2 separate regions of the Gossypium hirsutum genome follow, and region 1 is linked to region 2. Evidence: chromatin contacts called from public Hi-C data. All regions are on one chromosome and are shown on one strand. The core of a region is the stretch at or near the end of the contact, and the rest is flanking DNA. Distances in the headings are between cores, read along the strand shown.

Region 1 (3,289 bases), core at 238-2,737, 210 kb before region 2:
ACTTTAAGTACATTAGGAAGTAGTAGTTTTTATTCCTATAAACATAGAACAGATATTCTAAGAAGCTGAATTAATGAATCTTCACCTAGAAAAAATTTTCGACTCTGCTTTCATTGAAGCGGCTCATTTCAATCTTGCATTGCCTTGATGTAATTTAGTTTTACTTGGAACTGAGTACAATAGAATGCGGTACTTCCAGTAGCCATAGATACAGAATAGTTATTCTAAGAAGCTGAATTCATGGATCTTTACTTTTCACTTAAAGGAAAGTCTGAATCAGCTTTCTCCGAAGTGACTCATTTTCCGTTTAAATATGTTGCTAGCTCTTGCTTTTTATGATTCGATCTTGCATCGGCCTGATATAATTTTGGGATTTACTTAGAACTAAGTACAATAGAATGTATTACTTTGAATAGATATTCTAAGAAGCTGAACTCATGGAAGAGATTTTCGAGTCAGCTTTCTTTGAAGTGACTCATTTTCCTTCTAAATATGTCACCAACTCTTGTTTGATGATTCGGTCTTTGCATCGGCTTGATCTGGTTTCGGTTTTACCCATCCTCGGTAGATGTTCAATAGATTCAGTTCTTTATGATTGCTCATTATGTCATTAAGTCGTCATAGTGGTAAGTAAAATAAGCTTTGGGAAGGAAGGTCTAATACTATTTTGTCGAAAATGCAAGTCCACTGTGTTGCTTAAACATACTATTGTTTAAAATGCCATCAAATTTGTGGTATTTTGTTCATATTTCAAGTATTTTATTATTTCTTTTGCCCACATCATATGTTTTATTATTTTCACGTCATTATTTGATATTCAGGCCAGTATATTTATATATGGTTTACTTAGGTGAAAGTATGGGGATTAACTAGTTTTTTAGTAGAGGTGTTAATTTCACTTTTCACTTTCAAACTAATATTAAGATTTTTATATCAATTTTGTAGTTAAGCTTAAATAAATAAAAAAATTTATTGCATAAATAGTAATTCAAATCCTTTTGGTCTGAAATGTGAAATATCCTTAAACCCAATCAATTACGGGTAAAAAAATATTGCTTGTGTTCATGAACAAATCTGCGGCTATATGCAATAAAAAACTACATCTTATCATTTTCGACACTTAAAACACAAAAAAATAATTATTAATATGACGTAAAATGTAACACGATATACTTGTCTACAAACATCATGAAGAAATCTATTTATGCAGCATAGGGGAAAAAAGGGGAAGGTTATGAAAATTTAATCCAATATGTTGTCCAAAAATTAGATTTTATAACTTCGAACAAAGAAAATAGATATTTGACTGTTTGTTATTTGGTAGACCAATACATACAATTCAATATAATTCTAGTTTCGTTGACCAATATTTTATAGTTTACACATAAATTAGAGTCCAACTTTTGGGAAGCAAATTCTTTGTCAATTGCCTCGGAATTGTCACCAATGAACATTATCTGAACTTTGAAAATTTTTTGAACTTCAAGGCAATGGTCCAGACATGTCCTTAACCACCCCATTTAAATGGGTCCATTACCATGTACAGAAGTTTTACGACTTTATTTCTTTTTTATATAATTTATTCTCAATGACTATTTATAGTAAATTTTTCTTTTAATAATCGGAGGAGTATAGGGTTGCTCGGATCGAATTTAAATTTCATGTTTATAATATAATGTTTTTGTCACTAAATATAAAGATTATTGACTATAATATTTTTTTTGTATTCATCTATAATAAATATACATTTCGTTTTATTTAAATTTTATATGATAAAAACCTTAAAAATAGTCTTAAATTTAATAATGTACCATTTAAATTATATATTATCAATACATCAAATTTATATTTTTACGGGGAGACTAAAAGTATTTCCGTCCCTCTCTAATCTTGACATAATATTTTCAAGACACTAAAGTAAGAGTTTTGATGGTTATATTTTATTATTAATTCTTGTAAAATATGTAAGTCGTGAATTTAGTTTTTGTACTTTAATTTGATTAATTTTAGTTTTTAAACTTTTTAAAATTTAAATTTTAGTCTTAACCCAAATGATAGCGATTAATTCATTAGGTCAAATTCTATTATTAATCTCATACTATGCGTAAGTTGTGGATTTAGTCTATATTCTCTAATTATATTATTTTAGCCCACTTACTTTTTATATATTCAAAATTCCAATCATAACTCTATAAGTAGCTATTAAACCCTTAACTCAAATGACACATTTTTAATATTACATGAAAATAATAAGTTGACATTATATAATACATGTGATAATATTACATAAAGATTAAAAATAATTAAATTAGGGTACAATAATTGAATCCGAAACTTAATCATAATACAATGACTAAAACATTTTTGATGAATTTTTACTAATGTCTTATAAAAATATCTTGACGTATGCATTGTTTTGGTGACGAAAGCCTAATATGTCACTTAAAAAACTCGTCTTGTAAAATTTCTTTTTTAGAATATAAATTTGAGATTTTGAATTTAAATATAAATGGGTAGGCAAAAATGTGAATGTGAAAATTAATTGAAATTCGTTACGATTATATTTTGGAATTGTATAAACATATGAATCATAAGTTCACAAAAGTAACTATGAGAATTATGTTTATATGTATTTTGTTACATTGTTTTGATCAAAGTTAAAACCTTCAAATTATTTATAGTTTTGAACTCATTATTGAGCTTAGTTTGTTCATGGCTACTCTTAAAATATGACATTGAAATATTTAAGATTCAAATTTTGTAGATAAAAGTATTATAGAAGTTTTTATATTAAGATTTGGATTGCATTTTGCTTCCTTTATTAAAAAAAGAACAAATTAGTCCTTGTACATTAGATTAAAAAGTAAACCGGCTCTTCTGTTAATTTCATCCATTTCTACTGTTAAAAACTGAGTAAAATTGAATGGATTTTTACCAAATTACTATTTGATCCAACATATAAATACTAATTTACTTATTTTTAAATAAAAAAATAAAATATAATTTCACTTCTAATAAAAGACCTCTATAATACTTTAACCACTTTTGTATAACTCTATAAGTGAGGATTCAAATTCAAGAATGTACAACCCTTTCCTATTCTACTAATTATTATATATAGCGGTTACCAAAACCATAGGTTGTTTAATTAGGTTTGAAACTTACTCTATTTGGATATAAATATTATTTATTTTATTAATTGTTTATATGCATATAATACTTTGAGAGGTGGGAAAAGAAACTGCAAGGTGATGCTTCTAAAGACTAGTTGGCAGCAACCAGTTAGTCA
Region 2 (2,887 bases), core at 281-2,780:
GAAAAAGAGAAGGAAAAGAAAGAATAGAAAGGGAGAAGAAGAGATAAAAGAAATAATAATAAAAAGGGTCTAGAAAGGGAAAAAAATAAAGAGGAAATGAAAAAAATTACTTGTAAATTTCTTATCAGCATTTGATTAATCTTTTTAATGACGGTGATCAAATTAATAAAAAAAATTAAAGTAACTAAAACAAAAATAATTCGGGATAATTACCCTAATAATATATACATTTTAATCATAAATATAACACAAAAAAGTAATACAAAGTAATTTACCAAATTCGGTTTATATCTAAAAGGGAAACCACTTATAATACCATATTGGCAAATAGCAAACAAAAATCTCACTGGACCCTACCAAATTTAAAACAACCACTCTAATTTCCCTTTAAATAACTTTCCACCAAAGAAATGGTTTTCAATTTTCTTTCATTATTTGATTACCCCCTCATATTATAATGAACAAACAAACAGATATGTGTTAATCCTTCTGCAATGACGTTGACATTATTGGTTGTCATACTTCCTCTAATGAATAATATTTTCGTTGCTGAGTTTTTAGTAGAGTTAAATGATTGATTATAAGATGTGTTTTATATTTATGGATGAAAATTTAATTTTCGATTTTATAATTTAGCATATTTAAATTTGGGTAAACTTTTAGTTAGTTATTCAATTTTTTTTTAATCTTATCGGGGTAAAAATAAAAAAAATTAAGAATTAAAATAGAAAATGATAAAAATTAAAGTAATGTTTTAAAAGTTGTCAAATTATATTTATTTATCCATTGCTAAAAGTTTTAATTTTTTTTTAATATGATGTATCGTGAATAGTTAACCACCACTAGAAATTTAATAGTTGAATGATTAAAATGAAAACGTATTAAAAATTAAGTGAAAAAATTAGACCAAAATAAAGGCGCTTTAAAAACTAAATAGTTTAGTCTTGAAATTTTAATGATAATTTTTTTTAAAATGATATTAGAAATGTATTACTTTTTTTCATATAATTAAGATAAGTGTGAATGACTTATCTTGAAAATTAGGTTAAATAATTTGAGTTTAGATATGTTGTTACAAGAAAAGTAATCCTAACAAATATAATAATTTGAGTTTAGATTGACTGGATTAAATAATAAAGATGGATTGTCTGACTGTTTCGCTCATTTATAAATTTAATCAAAACTTATTTGATACCAAAAATTTAAAAATAAAAACGAAAATCGAATGAAACTATAATATTTATTTAGCAAATTAAGCAAAGAATAAATCAAAATGTAGTGATTCAAAACTACTGCTTATTGGCTCAAAAAAAAAATTGTCACTTATCACCCATTTTAACATATAATTAAACAAATTTATTTGTCGTTATAATGGTAAATATATCATCCTGGGGGAAACCGAAATTGAACGAAATTAAATTAAAATATTATTTAAAGATACCGAATTTTATATTTTAAAATTAATTTTTTTTACCGCTATCGAACTATCTCCTTCCGTACATCATTCTACCGCCTAGTTTGTCCCTTCTTTGCCTTGTCTATAAAAGTAAGGTACACACCAAGAATTGGGCGAGGGGGTCATATAAGTACTATTTCTTAGCTTTTTGGTTGTTGGATAACCCCCAATTCTTTGTTTCAAAGCTCTTATATTTTGATTCTCTCTCTTCTGGGTTTGGTCAAGATTTTAATTTTCATTTCTGGGTTAGGCTTCAATTACTGCTTTGGTGCTTATATTAGATTCAATTCAAGGACATACAAAATTTTGGTTTTTAAGGTTCTGTTGGTTGGAAATTTGGGTTGCTTTCTTCTCTTCGCTTTTGATATTAAAATCTTATCCTTTTTCTTAGTTTGTAGATCACTTGAGTTTCTGTTGTTTGCAAAACTCTCGGTTTATTAAGTTCATTCATTGATTATTTTGGTGTTGTTTTTGGAAAAGATCTACCTTTTGGTCTAGAAGATTTGGAAGATTCTCCCTTTTTATCGATTTCAAAACAGTGCAAAGTTTGTATATTTTTGCAGGTTAGTACTGTTAGAATTCTTTTCTTTTTTCTTTTTGGATTATGTTAGGAAGGAATTAAGTAGAACTTTTTACTTTCTACTTAGACAGATCTCCTGAAGCGTGCTCAAGCTAGGTTTTAGCTTGTAAGGTGGCTTAAATTTTCTGTATACAGTTGAATCTTTGAGAATTTTGGGTTATTTAAAAGATGACAATTGGGGATATAACACCAAAGAAGGAGAGGAAGTCAAGGAGGAGCAAACATGTTGTTGATGATACAGCTCCCTTGTTACCTAAACGACAAGATGAAGATGCTGGTTATGATGAATTTAATGGAGCTTCTTTTACTGGGGCGGTGTTTAACTTATCAACAACAATTGTTGGTGCTGGGATCATGGCCTTGCCTGCTACAATGAAAGTTCTGGGACTGATTCTTGGGATAGCTATGATCATCTTTATGGCATTCTTAACTGATGCCTCGATTGAGTTCTTGCTTAGGTTTAGTAGGGCTGGAAAAACTACTTCTTATGGAAGTCTTATGGGGGATGCATTTGGAAAGTATGGAAGAATCTTTCTGCAAATCTGTGTTTTAGTTAACAACATTGGTGTTCTCATTGTGTACATGATTATTATTGGTATGACTTCCATTTCATTCAACTTAGTTGCATACACATATCTGGTTGCACCTTCTTGTTCAATCATTTATTTCCTAGATAGTTTTCTCTTGCCTGATCTTATGGAAATGTGTAAATTTGCTTATGAGCTTATGATGGTTTATTGGTTCTTGAAGGTGATGTGCTTTCTGGAACATCATCTAGTGGAGTTCACCATGCTGGTGTCCTTGAAGGGTGGTTCGGAGAACACTGGTGGAATGGGCGTACCTTTGTCCTT

The links. Hi-C and Micro-C count contacts between places; a contact is called where the count stands out from the background.
Region 1: a contact with region 2 is called in a Hi-C map of leaf, with 2.0 times the contacts expected there. The contact joins the enhancer-like site here to the promoter of LOC107891994 in region 2. A contact is called at or near these places in 2 of 34 Hi-C or Micro-C datasets (hypocotyl and leaf).

The regions. Positions count from the first base shown.
Region 1 is chrA11:21,509,224-21,512,512 of Gossypium_hirsutum_v2.1, reverse strand. No RefSeq gene overlaps it. Among protein-coding and RNA genes, the nearest start is that of LOC107912709, 17 kb to the left of the region's middle. Within about 2 kb of position 1,487, at least 4 of the 9 cell types and tissues checked have an H3K27ac peak or open chromatin away from gene starts, as enhancers often do. A contact at or near this core is called in leaf, where this site is marked.
Region 2 is chrA11:21,295,005-21,297,891 of Gossypium_hirsutum_v2.1, reverse strand. It overlaps LOC107891994 (amino acid transporter AVT6A), which reads left to right and starts at 1,530. Exons shown (of 6, transcript XM_016816945.2): 1 at 1,530-2,019; 2 at 2,108-2,631; 3 at 2,787-2,887. The coding sequence starts at 2,205.